Linked DNA regions of Zea mays: region 2 is linked to region 1. The links are chromatin contacts, called in public Hi-C maps. All regions are on one chromosome and are shown on one strand. The core of a region is the stretch at or near the end of the contact, and the rest is flanking DNA. Distances in the headings are between cores, read along the strand shown.

Region 1 (5,341 bases), core at 1,767-4,266:
ACAACATAAAGATAGCATAGCTATGGTTTACATGATCATTAATTTGCATATTCTAGCAAATGATAATTGTTTGTATGTTCACATAGCAAATAATTAATTATCACGGTTCATATTTTTTGTGCATGATTGGTAACTTACTTTGATTGATACTGAAGTCAATAAATAATGGCTGATAAGGCAGATTGGTGTGATGCAAATGTTATACATCCCATTGATATCTGCAAAAGAGATAGAAGATGGGAATAGGCCCATGGGGGTTTTCACTAGGACATGGTGGAAAAATTTGGTAAAAAAGTATGAAGAAAAACATGCCTAAGGCTTACGAAGAAACAATTGAAGAACAAGTTGGACAACATGAAAAAGGAATATACATGGTTCATGGAGCTCAAGAATGCGACCACTGTCCTTGGATGGAATGAGGCAAAGGGAACTATTGACTGTTCCAAGGATTGGTGGAATCAACATCTAGCGGAAAGAATAATACCATGTCCTTTTTCATTAATCAATTTGCATTCATATATATGGCCTGATTTGGTAACTTGTTCATTTAATTTAAGAGATGTAGCAGAAAACAAATGTAGACTTTAAAGTCTACAAATAAGTATTAAAATATTCAAACAATCACATAAACACAGAAAACAATATATGTTTCAACATAACAAAAGCATAGCAGCCACACATCACGCCTATAATTTGTCAACATGCCTACTAACCACATCAACATACCAATCTATAGTCCGAGTACCGATTGCCAGCAACAACCTGCATAGCAATATACTATCATGCTAACATGTTTTAGGCATTGACATGTTTTGGCAGCAACATGTTTTTGGCAGTGGCATGTTTTCTGGCATGATTTGACAACAATGCTTTGCGTGACCTAAATGTTCGGTTTTAGGCTCAGTTGTTTTTCCTCAAAAGAAAAACAACTGCTCTGTAGAGAAACTAATAGTATCTTCTTATGAATCATAAACTCTAATGTCCTTTTTTCAACTTTACTTGTCTTACGATTTTGCATGATGTTATCGGCCTAGAAATCAATGCTTCATGGTAGCACTAGGCATAAAGCCCGAGCCCGAAGATCGAAACCCGAAAAACCCGAGCCCAAACCCATATAGCCCGATACGCGACACCTAAAAAATTTGTGTGGGTAGTAAAACTTAAAACCTGATATTATTTCGGGCTTAATCGGACAGTAACCTCCGGTATCCGAAATACCCGATACTCATGTGCCAGTCCGCCATTCGACGATTCATCATGCTGGATTGAAGATTGAACCAGCCAGCAACTACCATAGATAGATCAACGTGCCTCCCATTCCCCAACTAATCAAGGTCAGTTTCACGGTCAAATATTTTCTGGTCTGCTCATTTGCTTCTGGTTCTAGAGTGGACTATTTCCTGGTTTGCTCATTCGCCTCCCCCATCATACAATAGCTTGGACTTAAATCTGAATAGCTGAATTGCTTTAAATACATATTTTTATTGCATGTTATTTGGACAGTATGATATTTGGACTGCATGTTGTTTAGGCATCTGAATAACCAAATTGCTCTAAATACAGATTTCTATTGCATGTTTTTTTTTGGAATCGGGTAGAACGGGCTACCCATACCCGAATCGAATTTTCTAGATACCCAAATTTTCAGGTTTAGTTTAGATCGAGTACATTTTCGAGTATTATTTCTAAAAGCTCGAATTGTGAAAAGCCCAATCTAGCCGACCCAAAAAATACGGGCTAAATCAAATGCCCAAACTATCCGAATACCCGAATAGCAGTCTGTCATGTACATAGTTTATTTGGTGCTCAGACTATCGCATATGTAGCCAACTAGCCATTATAGGTTCATTAGCGAGCTTCATTGCACGTCGCTTATTGAAATGACTGGTTCAAACTAGCTGCCATTTTATTTTCACGAATCAACCAGCAACATAGTTGTTTATTTTCTGGGGAACTTACATAAAAGCCTTTTTTTTCCGCCTTTCGCAGATCCAGTGAGGAGTGAGGACGCCATCTAGACATGAAAGAAGGGATCTTTTTCTTTTGCGCTGATGGAAAATATGCATTTGATGCTTGTTTATCTACTTCTATCTTCCGTCCTGGTCGATGAAGCTCTGTGCTTTTGCGTACTTTGCAATATTATTGGACATGTTCGCCTGTCCTCAACGGTTATGCTTGTCTTTTGTTGCTGGAGCATCTTGTTGATCTCCATGGACCTTTGGTTGTACCCTAGGTCCCGTGTAACATATGGATGGATAGACCGAATTCTTGAACATTGTATGAAACCTATGCTATGGTTCTACTCTGGTACATGTAAATATTTGTTAGCGGTTATGTTTTTTCCCTTGACTTGCTTGCGACAACAGGCAAAAGCAACGATATTATTGTGTGTCGCAACAGGAACAGGAGGGAGCATGGAGTGCACTTCTTGTTCTAGTATATTGAGGCCTCGTTTGGTAGAGGCTCCATGATTCTCTAATACAGTGATTCTGAGTGATTTTCTATTGCAAGTGAATCTATTTGACGAAAACTGTTTGATAAATAGGCTGTGAAGTGATTTTTGAAGGATTAAAGAGTGAGAAGCAGGTTGAGAGTGGTGGGAAGCAGGTTTTTTTGCTCCCAATTTCTAGTACAAAGTAGAGACTAGATTCACTTCACTATTAACATGAAGCAGTTCAGATTTTTATAGTTTGGTTCGATAAGAGTGATTCTCGCTAAGAGCGGAGCTCCTGAATTGTCCCCCGAAAATAAGTGATTTCAATAATCAATATTCTGCGCCGTGATATTCAGATTGTTAATGGGTTAGAAGTGGCGGGCCGCAGCCCAGAAATATCAAAGCCCACTTTGAAGACGGCAGCAGCCGGAGCGCGGCAGCGCCTGTGCTGGCTGCCGCGGCCGCACCCCGCCGCACCCTGCGAGGCGATCAACAACCAGCAAAACCCTAAACCCTAGTGGATGTTTCTAGAGCCGCCGTGCACCCTCATTCGTCTCGCCTGCACTGTTTCTAAAATCAACCCGTCCCCCACCTCCTCGCCGCCTCGCATCCTTTCCCCCTCCGCAAGAAAGAAAGCGAAGCAACTCTCCGCCGCCTCCATTCCTCCACAGCCCACACCAACCAAACCTCTCGCCGACAACAGCCTCGGTCCCCGCGCCACCATCCGCAATCATGTACCGCGCGGCCGCTAGCCTCGCCTCCAAGGCGCGGCAAGCCGGGAGCAGCTCCGCCGCTCGCCAGGTGAGAGCAGACTCGTGTTTATACGCGTGTGATGGGTCTGATGGAGGATCCCGCCCTCAGATTTGGTAATGTTGGCCTGGGGTTCTAGTAGTTCTGCGTGCAGGGCTGTGGGTTTGCTGCATGGTGCTGTTTATTTTGGTGGCGATCTGCCGGAATCTGTAGTTCGCTCGCGCAAAATCTAAGCTAGCTCGCTAATGGCGTACTGGCGTGGGGTTTCACATTAATCTACGGTGGTGAACTCGTCACTACCGTCCTCCAGTTAGCTGTTAGACACCGAATACACTGATTGGCAGTTGAGAAACATTGATCTGATCCAGCAGAAATCGATGTCTTGTGAAATTCGTTATTTTATTGTCGTGTAACCTTGGGGCATGGCAGTCTCTAATTGATCACGCACTCACCTCTGTTGTGTGTGATGCTTTATAGGTTGGAAGCAGGCTTGCCTGGAGCAGGAACTATGCTGCCAAGGACATCAAGTTTGGTGTTGAGGCCCGTGCTCTGATGTTGAGGGGTGTTGAGGAGTTGGCAGACGCTGTCAAAGTGACAATGGGTCCTAAGGTATAACCACATTCTTATACAGATGACAAACAGTTACTGATCATTATGAATGACTACCAAATTTTCTTAATACAACACATCATCGCATTCTAGTTATGCTGAACACTTGCATGTCACTTTCCATCCTGATGTCAATATTCTAGGAGCCACAAATGGTCACTATTGCACTCACTGATTCCAATACTGTTTGGTTTGTTTTACTTTGTTGTAATACTGTTGCCTTAGTTGTTTGTTTTGTACTTGAACTTATCGCCTGCCTTCTGTAGGGGCGCAATGTGGTTATTGAGCAAAGCTTCGGTGCACCGAAAGTCACAAAGGATGGTGTGACTGTTGCGAAGAGCATTGAATTTAAGGATAGAGTAAAGAATGTTGGTGCGAGCCTTGTGAAACAGGTTGCTAATGCAACTAATGACACTGCTGGTGATGGTATGACATCCTTTGTGCTGATTTTGGTTTATTGTGAACAAAGAATGGTCTCTGTAAAAGATTATTAAGGAGTTTGTCTTCTGAACTTCCAAACATGTTACTTGTGTGGAAGTATTCCTGGAGTAGATGGTGCTGTTTCTTAGTTTCATCGTTGCTTTGCTACTCATATTTGTGATACACTGGTTGGGTCTTCGGCAAGGCAGGCCAGGCACTGGGTCTGTTTTTTTACTGACCTTAAAGTATAGGTCACGGTTTCGAAGCAACCTCTCCGCATGTGCGGGGGAGTCTCAGGCACTGCTCTTTTACTGTTTGGTTCTTTTTGGAATTGGAACTGTAGCATGTGATCCAATATGTCCAGTATTGCTCCTTGTTGTCTTTGCTATTTTGTTAAGTTTGTTAGCTCTGGTGGTGTGCATACTGTTATTTTTCTCCCTTGGTGTGAATGCCAGCCTTGGTTGCTTCTTCGTAATAATATTACATGATAAGGTTATCTAATTTCTCGTTGTGGCTAATGTTGAAGTGTATAAGTGGATTGTCTACCCTCTTTTGACAACATAAGTTTTTGGGTTGACTGGTTAGTACATCCACTCTAATATGGTATCATGGTATCAAAGCCAGAGGTCTCGAGTTTGAATCCTAGCAGAGACTTCATTTGTGCCTCCGCTCCTTTATTTCTACGTTTGTGCCTTTCTTTCTTGCTGGATGTGAGTGGGGGTGTTGAAGTGTATAAGTGAATTGCCTACCTTTTCATGATAGCTTAAGCTTTTGGGTTGATCTGGTTAGTGAATCCACTCTAGCAGTTAATAATATTATTCTCCATCCTTAAAAGAGGCATATTGCATCTTGAAATAAGTCTATACTAGTGTGTAAAAATCATACAATTAGATTCACATTCCAAAGTTGTTTCAATATATATTAGTTTTTGTAGCTATCAATAATATATTTTGAGAAAAAAATAGTTAAAAGTCTGACCGGTCTAACATAAACTATGCCTCATATTGTTGAATTGTATGTAGCTTGTTGATGCTTTCTTCGAACTGTACGTGATCTGATATCCAAAAAATTCAGGTACCACATGTGCTACTGTTTTGACAAAAGCAATATTTACTGAGGGGTGCAAAT
Region 2 (5,281 bases), core at 494-2,993, 250 kb before region 1:
ATCGGTAAGTGCTCAATGACCCCTATTCAGTGTAATGAAAATCATATTGAAACATCCCGGAGGATTCTGCCTTGCAATGTGATATCCTTCCTGTGCAAATATTTGGGTCTACCACTATCAGTACGTAAACTTTCCAAGCATGATTTCCTTGAGCTCATCGATAAATTGGCTGATAGACTTCCGGGGTGGAAGGCCTCAATGGTCAACATGGCTGGGAGAACAACTCTGGTAAAAGCAGTGTTAACTGCTATCCCTATCTATCACTTAATTGCTCTTCAATGTCCCAAGTGGGTCATCAAGGCCATTGATAAAATTCGGAGAGGGTTTCTTTGGAAAGACCGTAAAGATGTCAAAGGAGGCCACTGTATGGTCAGTTGGGCAAAGGTTTGCAGGCCATTTGACCTTGGAGCGCTAGGTCTGCACAATTTAGAGGTCCTTGGTTGGGTTCTTAATATGAGGTGGCTTTGGATGAAGAAAACTCAACCGAATCCTATGTGGGCTGATTTGAAAATTAGAGTACACCCCAATGCTGCAGCCATGTTTGCATGTTCAGTGGTTTCTTTGGCAGGAGACGGATCCCAAACCTCCTTTTGGACGGATCGCTGGCTCCATGGACAGGCTCTGTTTGACTTGGCTCCGGTCCTTGTTTCTCGGGTTCTGAACAGATTTCTCCAAAGTAGAACAGTAAATAATGCCTTGACTGAATATGGCTGGGTAAATGATATCTCAGGAAGCATATCAGCTCAATTTCTATCTGAGTACTTCATGGTCTGGGACCTGATTCAAGGCTTCCAACTTCACCCAGGAGTTTCAGACCAACACCGCTTGACCCCTTCTGCCTCAGGGGAATACTCCTCTAAATCTGCTCATCATCGTTTCTTTGAGGGGATGGTCACCTTTGAACCGGCAGCAAGGATCTGCAAAAGTTGGGCACCTCCAAGATGTAAATTTTTCATCTGGCTGGCTTCTTTAAATCGCTGCTGGACAGCGGATCGATTGGCTCGTCGAGGTTTGGACCATCCCACAAAATGCCTTCTTTGTGATCAGGAAGAAGAAACCATGCAACACATTCTGTTACAATGTGTTTTTGCTAGGGAAGTTTGGTTTCATACCCTGTCTCTTACCGCATGATTGGTTGGCGCGCTCGCCAACGCCAGGCTCGCGCCGACCTGGACGGGCTGGGATCTAGTAATCTCCCGTCCCCGCTCATGCATCCAATTGGTGAAAAAGCAGCCTGCATTGCACCCGCACCAGATCAGTCTCCGCCTGTGCATGCAACCAATCAGGGGTTTGGACGCAGTCAACGCATGCGGAGGACATGGACGCGGATAGCAGGGAAACCAATCATGCGATTATTGGGCTGCAGCACCTCATTCCAGGAACTGCAGAATCTAGTTTTCAAGACTGGTGGCATAGGTTAGGAACGACAGTTCAAAAGACACAAAAGAAAGGATTCAATTCAGCTGTGATCCTAGTGGCCTGGTGGTTGTGGAAACACAAAAACTCTTGTGTCTTTGATGGGGCTACTCCGGACATCTCTAGGATTACTCAAGACATTAGGGACGATGCCAAGACGTGGTGTCTAGCTGGGGCTGCATGGCTGAAAGGTTTGTGGCCTTAACTCAGGGGGAGTTCAGGCCTGGTCGTCTTTTATATAGTCATCTGTGTAACAGCCCCTTAGCAAACTTTGTAACCACCTTTATTTGGTGGTCATTGTCCATGTCTATTTTGGACCTTTTCTTCTTAATATAATGATGCGTAACTCTCCTACGCGTTCGAGAAAAAATGCTTTTACTATGTATCTAGCCATAGTGTATATCTATGTCATAGCAAAAGCTATGCATCTAAAAAAGCCAAAAACGTCTTATAATTTGGAATGGAGTATTTCATTTTCAAGTTACGTGTTCGGTGTTCCTAGCAAATTTGCATGTCTGATGTCAAATGCATATTTACAAATGGTACTGTGCATCATGGTTTTTAAAGCGGTAAGGCGGTCCAAGGCGTTGGACCACCGCCTGGACGCCTAGGCGAGGTAAGCGGGCAAGGCGACTAGGCGTTAGACCTCCGCCTGGACGCCTAGGCGTTGCCTAGGCGACGCCTTAAGAACAGTGCTGTGCATGGATTTTGTATTTGTAAATTCATGTTTTTACTGATTTACACCAAATATACATGTACATAAGAAATTTAGAAATCCATGGGAGGTGAACTTGAAATTTGATCTTAGGCATGTTTTTTTTCTTAATGGCATGGTGTCTCAAACACTATTGTCTCAATCTGCCTATTCAGTCTTATAAGTTTATTATGCACCTCTCAACTTACTACATGTGTTAGTATTGGCATTTGCTGTATGTGTATGATGACCTTATGCTGCAGGAAGCCAGATCTAGTTCATCCAGACATATCTCACCAGCAAATTTCAATCATACCGGAACTGTTGATGCACAACCTATCTCAAAACAATACGTAAGTTCAATCATGTTTGGGCTAATTACTTTCCACCTTTTACCACAATACGTCAATACTTGCACTTATCAATCTCTTCAGTTTCCATGCAACTATCAAGTAAACTAAACAGTATTGCCTCAGTATGCTTATATGGTGAATACTCTTTAACTTTATTGTGCGATAATATGAACCAGACTGTTGTGTAACAATATGAACCAGACAGGTCTTGAACAACATATTTATTTTGCAATAAATTTCTATTCATCAACTTAAAAAGAATAACTCTGAACTTGGAACGATAGCATTTTATATCCAAAATCAAGATGCAGTTCATGATTAAGAGAGAAGATTTTTTCAACCTTCTGTACTTTGCCGTCCTATAAAGGAAGCTAATTCAAAATCTAGGTTTCGGACTTTTGGCGTATTTCTTCTTTTCCTGGCGTATTTCTTCTTTTCCTTTACTTTTGAGGCTGAGTACTGGTAATTTCTTGTCCTTTGGAGACTTCTTATTTCTTGTATATTATTTGTGCCGAGTACTTTCCACTTTTCTTAGAAAAAGGTTTGGTGCATTAAGTGTTAGCGTAACTATGTATTTCTATACTATATTCTCAACACATATTAGGTGTAGGGTTTCAGTATCTAGCCTCCTTCCATCCCTCCCACTCTCTCCACTGACGGTGCCGCCGGCATCTCCTCTATGGCCGAGCTCTCCCTCCTCGCCGTTGGGCCTCTGCACCCGCCGGCGCGTGCGCGCCACCCGTTCCTGGCGCCGCTCTCCCTGTTGCCGGCGCGCCGCCCACCCCTGGCGCCATCGTCACCGCGTACGATGGCCTCCCGTGTCACGATTCCACCACTTATGCATAGATCCAGCCAAGATAACAAGAGGGCAAGAAGGATAAAAGGATTAGAGTAATACAACTGTAACTCGCTGTCATCTAGCTGCTAATCCAACTGTAATAACTGATTAGCACTGTCATCTAGCTGTTAATCCAGCTGTAGTAATTGATTAGAAGTTAGACCCGCTTAGGGGCTTCTATAAATCTGAGCACTTGTAATGAAGGGATGAACGGAAATAACAGAAATCAAGCTACCACCACATACCTGTGTGATTTAGGGTTCTTGTTTGATTCGGCCAAGGGGGAAACCTCATGTTGGATGAACCCTAGGGAGAGGGAAAGCCATACCTGGGTGCAGATCCAAGGGTGGGCAAAACCCTAGACCAGGGTTCCTCACAATTGGTATCAAAGCTATTGTATCCTCGGAGGAGAAGTTGGCGGGAAGACGGTGTGACACAAGTTTGAAGGAAGGGAGGTGCTCAGAATTTTATTCATCATGGCACCTTCAGTTAAGCCGTCGGCACAGCCCCGGTTGGTAATCGAGGCTATCACCATGGAAGCAAAGCAGGCTGAAGCACGCTGGGAGAAGATGACGCTGGCCATCGAGAAGCTGACAGGAAGGTGGATGCCATGGAAGAAGAGAGGACGTTGCTTTGCAAGCAAATGGAGGAGAACGGTAAGACTGTTTCTCTTCTTCGTTTGGAAGCCATGGCAAGGTACATGGATCGTTATGGGAATGATTCTGAAGAAGCAGTAGAAAGAGATAGAAGAAATCCCTAGAATAGACGAGATAGAACTCACAGAGGTAGAGAGGAGAGTTCTGGGTGACTAGACAGAGATGGGGAACAGTTGCAGCAGCATATACCGAAGATGCCTTCCCAAAGTTTGGAGGAACGGAACCAGCCATTTGGATCATACAATGTGAAGATTATTTCAACCTTTATTGAGTCCCTGATTTCATGAAGTCCACTATGGTGTCTCTGAATTTTGAAGGTACTGCAGCACGATGGTTGCAGGTGGTCAGATTGAAGCAGGGGTTGGGAGATTGGAGGAATTTGTCTAGGCTTGTATTAGACAAATTTGGAGCTGAGGAATACCCAAGAGCCATGAGGAAATTATTGAGTATAAGGCAAAAAGGGGAGTAGAAGAATATGTGAAGGAGTTTGAAGAAGTAAGATATGCTACTGCTGTTCATAATCCTATGATGGATGAAATATTTTATGTCAATCAGTTTGTCAGAGGACTGAAGAATGAAATTTAGTATGCAGTTATGTCTCAGCTCCCTGCTATTGTTGACAAGGGAGGAATGAAGTTTCCCAAGCAGCATGTTGTTGGTAGATTGGGGGGAGGAAATAGAGCAGAAGGTAAAGGAGTAGAGGCAGGAGGATGGAGTAAGGAGAGACAACTAAAGGAGTATAGAAGAGCAAATGGTCTATGTTTCACTTGTGGAGAGAAGTTTGAACCTGGTCATCAGGCAAGGTGTCAGAGAGGAAATACAGTCCAGTTACATGTTCTAGCTCCTGAGGACATGGAGAAGGTATTAACTCCTGAAGTGTTGGAGTAGATAGAGCAAGAGGAGAAACAGGAAGAAGAGGAACTGAAGCTGTCTCTTCATGCTATTAGTGGGGCTGATGATTCTCAGTGTATCAGACTCAGAGCATTGGTTCAGCATCAGATGTTATTAATGTTGGTTGATTCTGGAAGTTCTACCATCTTTATTAGCAAGCAGATGGTGGAGAAGCTAAGGTTGGAGGTGGAAGAATGTGACCTAGTGAAGATAAAGGTGGCTAGTGGGGATATTATGGTAAGCACTCGGAGAGTAAGGGAAGTAAAGTGGTGGACTGGAGGGCATACCTTTGTCTTTCCTATGAGAGTTTTGGACATTGGAGTATATGATTCCATTTTGGGATTTGACTGGTTGAGGGCCCATAGTCCTATGAATTGTGATTGGGATAAAAAGACTTTGGAGTTTTATTATCAGGGACAGTGGGTCCAGATAC

What was found. Hi-C and Micro-C count contacts between places; a contact is called where the count stands out from the background.
Region 2: a Hi-C map of endosperm shows a contact between it and region 1, with 2.5 times the contacts expected there. The contact joins the enhancer-like site here to the promoter of LOC542707 in region 1. A contact is called at or near these places in 3 of 25 Hi-C or Micro-C datasets (ear, endosperm and root tip).

The regions. Positions count from the first base shown.
Region 1 is chr1:240,292,329-240,297,669 of Zm-B73-REFERENCE-NAM-5.0, reverse strand. LOC542707 (mitochondrial chaperonin 60) reads left to right here and starts at 3,016. Exons shown (of 17, transcript NM_001112220.1): 1 at 3,016-3,235; 2 at 3,662-3,793; 3 at 4,060-4,219; 4 at 5,288-5,341. The coding sequence starts at 3,167.
Region 2 is chr1:240,545,478-240,550,758 of Zm-B73-REFERENCE-NAM-5.0, reverse strand. It overlaps LOC100191864, which reads left to right. Exons shown (of 10, transcript NM_001367159.1): 5 at 2,374-2,463. Among protein-coding and RNA genes, the nearest start is that of LOC100191864, 17 kb to the left of the region's middle. Within about 2 kb of position 1,743, at least 1 of the 20 cell types and tissues checked has an H3K27ac peak or open chromatin away from gene starts, as enhancers often do. A contact at or near this core is called in endosperm, where this site is marked.